2 separate regions of the Pan troglodytes genome follow, and region 1 is linked to region 2. The links are chromatin contacts, called in public HiChIP or PLAC-seq maps. All regions are on one chromosome and are shown on one strand. Each heading gives the region's core, a stretch centred on a gene start, on an enhancer-like site or on the middle of the called end of the contact. The rest is flanking DNA. Distances are from core to core; before and after follow the strand shown. Region 1 has its middle 150 kb from the start of CTAGE1. Region 2 has its middle 73 kb from the start of CTAGE1.

Region 1 (5,723 bases), core at 3,152-5,651, 220 kb before region 2:
AAATGGTAAATTTTATGTTACTTATTTCTTACAACAAGAAAAATGCTTTTTAACCAAACAGAATATAAACTCTTGTGAACAGGGCTAGGGAACTGATTTTCTCCTAATCACTAAGAAAATTCCACCTGAGAGGCAAGGGCCTAGGAGTTGGAGAGCTGGGCTCCTGTTTGGTGCCAGCTCTGTGGTTAGCTAGCTATGTGAACTCCGCTCAACCTTGCCAAGCCTCAGTTTCTTCATCTTTCAAATGAATAAGAGTGGGGAGGGGCACCGCATATCTCAGTGCTCTGATTTCCATTTAACCACAGATTTAGAACCAAGGTGGCTTGGCTTCAAATATTCAACTCCTCTGCTGGCAAATAAACAGATCTTCGGGAAACTGTACTTGTCTTCCAGAGAAATGGTTTATTTCAGTAGGTTCTCACAGAGCAAATCTAAGCACCAACAATGTAGCGTTTTGAGAATGCAGAGTATTTCCTGAACACATAATCCTTCCCTCCTTGAAACTGTCTATGATGTAGGAATTCAGTTCCCATCCAGATTTACAGATGTAAATCTTCAGTTACCTAATAAAATGGAGAGAAGAAAATCATGTGATTATATTTTGAATCTAGTAATACTAATGAATTCAAAGCCAGACTTCATTTTAGAGGGCTTTTGTAAAAAGTTCTATTTTCCAATCTAATGCTTGGTGTTAAGTCTTGAAAATTTAAGGTAATGCAAACCCTATCATTTCCACCTCTAAAAATTCTATCAGAGTCTCTAAGAATCTATGTTTAGGCTCCTTACACAGCAGCAAACATGGAAACAATATTTATTGTCCACAACTTTCCTAGGTAGATCAAATTGTTCAACACAGAACTGGCCATTCTACTGGCAAGTGCCTGGTTACCAGCTAAATAGTTGGGTACACCCAGTAGACCTGCAGATAGAGAAAGCTTTCAAGACCAGTCTGGATACAAACAATATCTGGGAATCAATTGCCTAGGACTATCTCAATGGTAGGAGAAGTCTGCCTCAAGGAAATGTGTATTGTTCTTGAAAATGCCAGACACCAGTAGGAAACACAAACACAGACTCAAAAGAAGCAGGGAATGGCAGACTGAATAAATAGCACGTGCGCACCCATTTTCCTAGGAAATATGTGTCCAAGACTGAAGAGTTGTGGTGCAGTCTTATCTGTCATTTACGTCTTAAAGATAGGTGAGTCTTGGATAATATCGTGCTTGTGCCCCACAGGAGGCTGCCAACTATTATCATAGATCATCCACTAGAGGGTGACAACCACATATGCTTAGGGATGGATGACTGTAGACACAGTGCACATTCCACAGTCCTGAGAAGAGTTTCTTGAAGCTCATCCGCCTAAGTGGTTGGACTTTCACTTTGGAGTCGCCCATAAAAAGGAGAGAGAGAAACTATACATCTTTTCCATACTTATGGCCTAGGTTGTCTCTCCTTTTCAGACTTAGTTAAGAAAAAATTAAATATATATACGAATTTTTTGTAAGTAGAAGGAACACCTCCTATCACATTAAATAGGAGGTGAGTATCTCTAACAGTTGGGAGAAGGACATGCTGAGATTTTTTCCTATTACTATTATGGATCTTTGGGACAGTTTCAGTAAGTACTTTCAGGGGGTACTTGGTTTTTCCAACTTGAAAATGGGGGCTATTCATTATAAATCTTAGAGCAAAATTCTGATAGCAAAGTAGATAGAGGAATATAGAACCTTTTATTAGAAGGTTTTTGTGTCTTTCTAGGATAATTATTACAAGTAGTATCAATATATACCAACTAATATGCATGAGATAAGATGGCGGGTCTGAGTCTTGGTTGGGATGTGGGTCTGGAATCTTGGATTATGGACATAAGAAATATTATGAACACTTAATGAACACCTAGGCAGCAGGCTCAAGCCCAAGCACACACCACAGTAGCTTTCGAATAGTTTCGATGTATTCTAATTTGTATTTCTCCCCAGCTACTTTTGTGGGTAGTCATTTAGGCAGCCCTTCATAGAGTTCTGGGTCTTTTCCTTAACTTTCCACAAAAATGTTTCAGCTTTAGGAAGAGGTTTTGGGAAACCAGAATGTTTCCATTACTGTACGGTTAAACCTTTTGTTCACTACTTAGACAAATATACTGAGTACTCATTTTTGTTTTTTTTTAAGAGACAGTAGCTTTTATAACAGGCTCGAACATAAGCTCCTGTGAGCTATGTACATAGTAAGTCCTCCGTAGCTGTTGCATATATAATCCATGGTTAGTATAAAATTATCCTAATTTTAAATAAGACAAGCCATAGTTCTATGAGTGATATAATTTTAAATAAGACAAGCCATCGTTCTTTGAGTGATGTGTTTGAGTGATGCTTCTTGATACTTCTTTCAGCTTAAACATAGAAATCATGATCACACCACTGCACTCCAGCCTGGGTAACAGCGAGACTCTGTCTCAAAAAAATAAAAATTAAAACTAAAATAAACAGAGAAACCAGATTTTCTTTGGTTTCCTCTGTCGGTGACTTTGGCTGGTTCTCTTTTGCATGTTCGTTGATGTTTCTCCTTGCCTTTGTGTTTAGTGTTTTTAGCAGGCGGTGTTTATAATAGACTAAAACTTTGGGAGCCAGACAGACCTGGGTTCAGTGGGTTTACATTGCTGGGTTTTATAAGGATTAGAAGCAAATATATGTACAGTGCCTGGCACAAAATATATAAACAAAATGTTGTTTGTTAGTTATTAGTACTAGCTGTATTAATAATAATAATGATACTATATATAATAATATATTATACATTTGTATATATAATATATATTTGTATATTTTATATATATAAAATGATAATATTGGAAAGCTAGAGGGTGCAGCGAAGAGATGGCAGGGTGAGCGTGGTATAAGTCTGAATTTGGCCATCTGGTTATTTGCAAGTTCTCTTCCAGCAAATATTTGTTGTGTACCTTCCATAAGCAGCATTGTTCTAGGCACTGGGGACCAAGTGAAAAACCAGACCCCGTCCTAGGAACAGTATCTGCTGTTTACATTGTCATATAGGAAGGAGCAGTGCACTTAGCAAGAGAATTTTTTAGTGGTGCTGTTTTGGGACCTGCTTCTATTTAACTTAATGGAAACTGTTTTCAGTAACAGATTTATTGAGATATAATTCACATACTATATAATTCACCCACTTAAAGCATGTAAGTCTGTGGTTATTAGCATATTCAGAGTTGTACAATCACCATCACAATTAATTCTAGCAGTCGCTCCCCCCAGTCCCCTTACTCCTACCCCCACCCCCAGTTCAAGGTAACAGCTAATCTACTTCCCGTCTCTATAGAGTTGCCTGTTCTGGACATTTCATCTAAATGGAATTATAGAATATGTGGTCTTTTATAAGTGGCTTCTCTCACCTAGTTTAAAGTTTTCAAGGCTCATCCATGGTTATAGCATGTATCAGTATTTTATTCCATTTTATGGCTGAAAACATTTTTGAAGTTTCCTTAATGCACATTAAATACTCATATGTTGATTGATTCATTCATTTTGTTTTTCTAGTCTGTGTTGTTTCTCTCTCACTCTTTCTCCTGCCCTTTCTTGGACAGGTTTTCTCTCTTCCCTTCTCTTTTGAAAGCAACCACCCTCCTACTGTTACCGCAGACTCCTGCTTTAACTTTAATATCTACTGAGATTTGGAGCCTGTGGCACCTACTCTTTGCAATGACAGAAAATCTGGTTTCTGTCCTTTATTTCTTTCCAGTCCTTTCAGTTTCAATCTGTGTGCCCTCCAAATGCAATAGCTTGAGATTTCTTTAAAGAACATCTTAGACTTGGCCTTGGAATGGAAGCTTCAAATGATATCTAAAGAATACATGAACCAGCCAAAGGAGAAAGTGGAGGGAATTAAAAAAAAAAAATCAAGAATGACAGCCAGAGAATTTTCACAAAATTCGGACAGGCTGTGGCCGTTTCTTATTCTTATGTCTGATGGATTGAACATTTCCCACAAGGGCTTGGTACCATCTAGGACCTGAAGATACGCTGAAGGTTCCTCGTAAAATCCAGCCTCTATTTTATTCTCACTTCCTTTCTTCTGGGTTTGGCCTATGCAAAGCCCACCGATAAGTTATAAATGACTTATCAAGCATTAGCGTTTAGAGAGTAGACGGCTCCATAAATACCTACTTGGCCTCATTAAAAAGCTACAGCGATTAAAGAGAATGATTAGTGTGGTGCCAGAGGGGAAAGCAGAAAATCCAACATCTGACTCAAAAAGGGCCAGACCTCTTCTCAGGGAAGACCGCGGGTGTCAGGGAAGAGGATCTGGCCCGCGCCCCGGAGCGGAGCGCCGGGCGTCGGCGTCTGCGGAGCCTGCACCAGGGCCTGTCACGGGAAGAGTTATGAAAAGTGCACGCGTTCTCAGAGACGATTACCCTCTTGCCCTCCACGCCTCCTTCCCAACCTCCCCTTCCACTCCCTGCTGCCCCCACTGGAACTCAAAGCATGATTAAAACAGAGAAACCTATAACGGGGATGAAATGACCCTCAAATGACTGCTTAATTACAGCGAAATGAAAGCCGGGGGGCTACAAATAACCAGGAACTGTCCCGGCTGTCACTGAAGAGGAGCCTGCGCATGAGTCATGAGTCATGAATTAGCCACTAAGTGTTCGCCGCCAGCCCCCGGCCGCCCGCCTCTGCCCTGCCCGAGCCGGGCTCGCCGGCCCTCCACGCCTGGCCCCACAGAGTCCCCCGCCCCCGCGGGCGTCCGGGCCGGGTCGGAACCGGGCGGTTGTTGTGATTCCCAGGGTTCCCCAGTCGCCCCCGGCCGCCCGGTGGGTCGCTGGGTCGGGGAAGGCTCCCAGGCTGCGCAGGAGACAGGCTGACTGAAGGAGCGCAGCCAGCGCGGCTGCAGATAAGTTAATGTACACAGAGAGGATGTAAATTACCACGACCCGCAGCAGCAGGACATTGGCCAGGGCCCTGTCAGGGAGAGGACAAGCGTCGGGGGCTGCGCGCTCGCTGACACCCACCCGGGATGGAGCCGCCAGGCGGCCCGGCCGGGGAGGACCTCTTGGAGCCAGGCTTTCCTTGAAAACAGCTGCGTGTCCCTGACACCTCCAAACTAATGCATTTTTAATCAGAGGAATTAGCTCTAGGCGTCCCATATTTTTCCAACCTCCCCCCACCAACCCCTGTCTCTTCCAGCCACGTCCCCCTCCCCGCCCCTAGCTTAGGGACTGGCAGTCCCATTCTGTTTCTTTATCGGGACTCTGCAGAGTCCCCCGCTGCCCCTACACCCCCGAGACCAAACCACCTTTAAAAAAAACTCCCTCCCCACCCCCATCCTCCCACCAGCCCTCCTCCACCGCCGGGTTCGCTCCAATGCAACTTTCGCCCCCACCCTTCCCTCTGTTTATACAGTGACATCACAGCCCCTGGCTCTCTCCAAGACTCAAAGAAAACAGAGTTCAAAAAGGCAAACAGGAAAGCCCGCCGGTCGTGGGCACGGGGTGAGATTCGGTCCACCCGCGGCGGACCGCGCAGACGCGCACGTGCGCACACCTCGGTGTGAGCCCGTCTCCACTGGGACATCCCCGGGAAAGGGCTGCCCAGGCCGTGCTTCCCGTCAGCCCCGGGGAACTCAATTCCCTTAGGGAATTGAAAAATGTCCAGTAGTCACATAAAAGAAAGTGAAAAGGTAAAACAGGTGAAATTAATTTTAAC
Region 2 (6,003 bases), core at 345-2,844:
CCCCGCCGCCTTCCTGCGCCGCAACCTGGACTTGACCCCCGCGAGCCTGGCTCGGCGCGGCCGGGGCCGCCCAGCCGGAGCCGGGCGCTGAGACCGGCGGCCCGGGCCGGCGTCGCTGCGCGCCTGAAGACCCGGGCGGCCAGACGCGCCCACCACCCCGCCGCGCGCGCAGACCGACCCCGCAGCGCGGCCGGACCCTGGCGCTCCCGGCGGGGAAACGTTTCCAATGCCTGGAGCTTTTGTTTGATAGCGAGGGAGGTGGGTACGGCGCTTGATGGGGGTGAGGGGAGCAGAAGGAGAGAGAGTTTGGTCCCCAAGTATTGAGCTGTGAAAGAGCAGGGGCAACTCCAGGGCCAGCATTCAGAGCGGAGAATTAGAGCTGCGCACGCCCCAGGTCGGATGCGACAACGAGGTCCCCGGGCCTCAGCAGCTAGGTGACACTGGGCAAGTCTCAGCAGCTCTGGGGGCCTCAAAGTCTCAACTGTAAACTCTGGGCACGCGGCTAGCGCCAGGTCCTCTCCAGCCCTAACATTCTGTGATTCTAAACTTGTCTGATTTGTCTCATATGTTGCAAGGCTCGTAGCAAAAAGAAAAAATACTCCATAACTATTTAACAGGAATTAGCTAAAGCACAGCTCTAGAGAGAGAGACACACACACAAGTTTCAAATAACCCGGAACACTAGAACCTAGTGAATTTTATACCTTTACTAAACTTTAGCGATTATTTGTTTCTTTCGTAACAACGGTTATTGATTAGATTTAGTGCTGAAAAAAACCAACAACGTGCGCTTTGGTCATTTGTCTTATGGAGGAAACATAAATCTATAAATCTTCCTCCTGTCTCTAAGAAATAAAACTCTCTTCATTTCCAAAGTATGCAGATCTTCCAAAGGCGTATTCTTTCTTCTTTCTAAATCTTTGCTCTTAGCCTCCTAAAACCAGTGGCTTTCTTTTCTTAAAATTTATGTGATCTTTAAATAAAGAGAGATAGAAAAAAGCCCCATTCTGCAGTTGCAGTCTGAAAAAAGCTATGTCCAGGAAGAGATATTTAGATTTTATTTTGAGAGAGTTTTTAATCTGAAACAAAATGATTTCTCATCTCCTAAAAATGTACGCAAAATAATTTATAAAATGTTACACAAATTTACAGTATGATTCTTCAAGTATCTCTGGAAAGAGGAACATACAGTCTTCTAATTACCCCAAGGAATGTACCACATGTGGGTGGGTGATTCAGAGGCTGGCTAATCTCGCTTCCCCGCATCCCCCAAAACAGTAAAAACAAGGATTAGATTTCTGACATCTGTCGTTTTAAAAATAATGAGTGGAAAGGTGATTGATTTGAACTCTTAATTATTCCCAAAACAAGGTAACAAGGTGTTCTCTGATTATGTAATGTTCCAAGTGCAAAAGCTCATTTCAGTGAACAGCCTCCTAGGTGATCTTCTGCCTAGCTCAGGGTCATCTCCTCCACCTCACTCCTGCCCTCCAGAATTGCTCCCTCTCTAATCAGCGCAGTCCCATTCTGGCCTCGGACAGGCAGGAGTCAAGGGAGACACGGAAGCACGCAGGCTCCTCCCCCAGCTTCCCAGGGACAATCCTTGCAGCAGGAGGGTTTGTTGTGCTGACCTTGTGAGCGAGTGACCCATAGAGAAGGACACTGTGTGCGGTCACTGAAGTTTTCTGACCTCATTTGTCCACGTCGGTATCAATAAGTCGGCCAGGGGGAGGGGAGAGAGGAAGTGGAAAAGGATGATTATGAGGACATACAGGACAAGGGACTGTGTGCAGCTGCTCTGCTGACAAGGAATAATTGGAGCTGTGTTTCCTTGAAGGAATTGTTTTAAATTGAAGGTTGGCCTGGTGTTCACAGCACTCCCACCAGCCTTTCTGCTCACTTCCCCACCATGATCTCAGCCTCCTATCTCCTCGGAAGTTTCCTATGCCAGGGCAGTGTGTTATGCCCAGGACACAGACTCCAGGGCCAGATGACTTGGGTTTGAATCCAGTTTCATCACCTGCAAAATGGAAATGATAGTAGTTCCAGCTTGTAAGAGTGTGTGAGGTTGAACTAAGTTATCACATCCTTAGAAGTGTGCCTAGCACTGCATAAAGCCTTCTAGATACTTCCTTCCATGGTTTTGTTCAGGTTTCCTCTCTCAGCTGGAGGGTTGCCAGCTTTACTCACTCACTGCTGCTTCAAGCTGCTCTGAGCAAGGATCAAACCTTGGCTTCTCCAGGAAGAAAAGATGTGTTATCAGATTTGCCTTTGAAAAGATCTCATGGGGAATCTAAGGTGTAGAAGACTCCCAAACGATCCTTCCCGGGAAGGCTACCACTTATTGAACCCAACTCAATAAATGCCAATTTGTACACTATTGCATTTAAACTTTACAACAGCCCCAAAAGAAGTATTTTTATTCCATTTTATAAGGAAGAAACAAGGACAAAAAGAGGTTAATGGCATTCCCCTGATTGCACAACTAGGATCAGAGCACAACAATAATAAATAACACTAACTAAATAGCTGACCCGTGCAAGGTATTGAACACCTTGCCATGTCTTCATTCATTTAACGCTCACAGCAACCCTGGGAGCCAAATACTATTATTCTCCCTACTTTGCAGCTGAGGAACTGAGGCAGAGAGGCCTTATCAGCAAACCCCACAAGTAGAAAGTGGTAGAACTGCATTTGAGTGCAGGCCTGCTGGCTCCCAGCCCATAGATCCAACCCCAGTACATGCTCCCTGTGCTCCTCTGCCCACCAGTGACCGGAAAGCCCCAGCCACGCTGACCTCATTGCCCCTGGCTGTAGTCACCATCCAGAAAGTCCTTGAGAACTGCAGATCTCAGTTCTGTGAGAAACAAAAACTACCATATGTCATTGCCTTGTGCCTATTTGAATTTTTGAGACAGAGTGAATGTTGTTCTGTTTTTTGTTGTGGTTTCCAGGAATCATAATATCACGTCTATGTATTGAGAAAGGATGGCTTTTTCCTGTCATTTGCAAGGGATTTTTTTTCTCCTCCTGAATATTTAGGAATAGGTGGCCCTCAAAACTTTCCATCCAGCCTGAGCTGGCTCAGATGTGTAAGTGCTGGGACCACGATGAATCTTCTACAAGGCTCCAGAAAAAGAAGTTCCTGTGACCAGCTGGCCAAGGGAGAAGGGAGAGGCACAGCCCCTCCTAAGCAGGCAGAAATCTAGCACCCACCCCTTGAGCCACAAGCTCAGCCTCAGCTCCAGTTCCTCACTAGCCCTTCTGCACCTTGACCTTAAACTCTCTGAAGTGCATGTAAAACCTTGCCAACCAGAGTTTCCTGTTGTTCTTTTGCAAAGTGAGACATTCACAGGTTTTTTCCCTTTTCACCAAACAGGCTTGTGTTTAGAAGTTATTTGAAGCATAAAAAGTGAAAGTTCAACCCTTTCACCCTCCCAAAGGTATTTTTCCAGAGTTGAAATAAGCAAATATTTTGGTAACAATTTGGTAAAGTAAAATGAATTTCCTTTGGAATTGGTCAATAAGTGTGATTTTCTGTCTTTTCATTTTATTATTAATATGTTGGAAAGTTGAGAAGCCCTTGGTTTATGCATGCAGCCACTCTCTGTACCCACAGGAAACACTACTGCGTGAGATGACAATAACCCCTGTGAGAGGCTGTCCTGTCAACAGTGAGTGACACTGTCAACCACTAGATAAAGAGATCAGGATCTGACCCCAGAGCTTAACCTAATCCAGTTCACATATAATGAGATTCGTTGGTGCTAGTTCAGCTGCGGATAGGTGAGATGAAATAATAATAATAATAGTTAACACAGATATGTGCCGGGTTACCTTACATATATTAACTCATCCTCAAGCAACCCTAAGAAGTATTATTATCATCCTTATGTTACAGATGAAGCACTGAGAAGTTAAGTAACATGCCCAAAGTGACACAGCTGCTAAGTGATGGAGCTGAGATGTAAACTCAGGCATTCTATATCCATAGTCCATATTCTTAACCACCACAGAATGCTGTTTCCCGCGGTATTTTGAGTTTCGGTAGGTGATTAATATCTCAGTAGGAGTGAAACAGAAAACACAGGCAGTGCAAAGGAGTCTCAAGAGAAAAGTTTCTGATGCCAGGCTGCCTGGTCCGGTCCTGACTCTGTGCTTGTTAAATGTGCAGCCTGTCTTGGTTTCTTTATCTTTCTGTGTGTCACCCACTGTCAAATGGAAAAGCTAAAGGAACCTTCCCATAGGGCTATGTGGGGATTAAATGGCCTAAAACATGAGTGTGCGCCATGAAGACTAGCCATTGTTATGGGTGCATGGTCACTTTCTGAAATGCAAGGGTCCAAGTGTGTTTGGAATTCAGACTCTTTCCAATTTTAGAACAATAGATCAGTGCATACCTTGTTTTATCTAACTCCCCAGTAGGGTCTAGGAGTCTTAGGTGTCATCCTGTAAACAAACATATTAATAATTCTGCAGCAACATGTTTGGCTCTTTAAGTGGGCAAATGAAGGTTATAATAGCTTCATGGGAGTTCAGGTTTGGGCACCAAATGTGTTATTAAAAAAAAAAAAAGAACAAAAACAAACAACAACAACAAAAACCTTGCAGTGTTCAAGGCTTCATGGGTTTCGGATGTGGAAAGGGACTGAGGGCTGTATCTGTATTGTATCAACCGTGAGGTCCAGAGCATTTGGGGCCACAGCTGATTTGAGTGGAGACAGTGGTGCTAAGGAAGGAAAGCACAGCAAGTGCTGTATAATCCCCCTCATGGGGGATCTCTAATGAAAAAAAAGATGTTTAATTTTTCACACTCAAGAAGAGGCCCGCCACCAACCCCATGAATTCAAACCCTGGTGCTTGTGTTTGTCATCCTGTGGCCTCACTGCATGCTGGGAGGAAGAAAACCACACGCAGGCAAGACCTAACAGGTGGCCATGGGGGAGAACAAACATCAGGGGCCCCGGGAGGGAAAGACTTATCATTATGGGGGCAGAACTGACTCTAAAAAGCCAGAGTGAAGGGCAGCAATGTCAGCTTACCCCAAGAACAGCAGCGATGAGTTGGGGGAGCTAGACCAGCGCTCCACCTGCAACACCCCTTGTAATCCTGGAGCAAATGAACACTTATTGGGGGGTTGATGGCAAAGGCACCTACCAAAAGGTGGATGGGGAGAGCAGAGGGGCTTTCCCTTTCCCAGCAAAGCACTCTTGCCTTCCCCACTCAGAAAACAAGAGGGATTTTGTGAACCTTTTCACATATATCACTGGTTGGTCTGTTAAGCCCTTGAGGAATATCTGGCATCAGCTGGTGCTGCATGAGCAACATTTGATCCTCAAATAACCTGAAAAGTAAGTATTATCATCATTCCCACTCTATGGATTTAGGACTATTCCATAGGTTTTTTTGTCCATGATCTTGAAACTAATAAAGGAGACAGCTGGGTTTCAAGCTCAAGTCTCCTGACTCCTAGCTGGAGCTCTAGCCCTGCATTTTACCCAGAATGATGGCCAATGCCTCGGGCGCACAGATGGGAAGAAGTGACAGTATTAGGGATTCAGAGCTGCCATCAGTAACTCATTTCCATTCCTATTACTGTAATTCAGCTCTCAAAAGATCAGCCTGCACTTCTAGTAAAGGAAGAAAAAAAAAGCACCAACACACGCAACTTAGATTTTCAGCTCAGAAACGTTGTGCCCGACAGCTACAATAGGCCACTTTGATTTGGAAAGTGAAACACACAGAAGCCCTGGTTATTATAGTTAATTTAATTTAATTAAAACTGTAAAAGCAAACCGCAGTTCTGCAGTGGGTTCTTACCATCCTGATTGCTTGAAGGAGCCACAGGAATCATGCTCTTAACTGATGGGCAGAGGCCCAAGTCGCCACCATTACTCAGCCCTCCACTAAAGGGCCTCTTACCTTGGCTCAGCCTGTGGTTCTTTTATGCACTGACTTATCTTCAGTGTCCTTTTGTTTTGAAGGTGATTTGCTGTGGTTCAC

The links. HiChIP or PLAC-seq counts read pairs in DNA pulled down with a chosen protein or histone mark.
Region 1: a contact with region 2 is called in an H3K4me3 HiChIP or PLAC-seq map of stem cell-derived excitatory neurons, with 16 times the contacts expected there. The contact joins two enhancer-like sites. A contact is called at or near these places in 1 of 7 Hi-C or Micro-C datasets (stem cell-derived neural progenitor cells) and 1 of 1 datasets of contacts at active chromatin or transcription factors (stem cell-derived excitatory neurons).

Annotation. Positions count from the first base shown.
Region 1 is chr17:32,405,154-32,410,876 of NHGRI_mPanTro3-v2.0_pri, reverse strand. No RefSeq gene overlaps it. Among named protein-coding and RNA genes, the nearest start is that of CTAGE1, 150 kb to the right of the region's middle. Within about 2 kb of position 4,401, at least 8 of the 24 cell types and tissues checked have an H3K27ac peak or open chromatin away from gene starts, as enhancers often do. A contact at or near this core is called in stem cell-derived excitatory neurons, where this site is marked.
Region 2 is chr17:32,182,687-32,188,689 of NHGRI_mPanTro3-v2.0_pri, reverse strand. No RefSeq gene overlaps it. Among named protein-coding and RNA genes, the nearest start is that of CTAGE1, 73 kb to the left of the region's middle. Within about 2 kb of position 1,594, at least 2 of the 24 cell types and tissues checked have an H3K27ac peak or open chromatin away from gene starts, as enhancers often do. A contact at or near this core is called in stem cell-derived excitatory neurons, where this site is marked.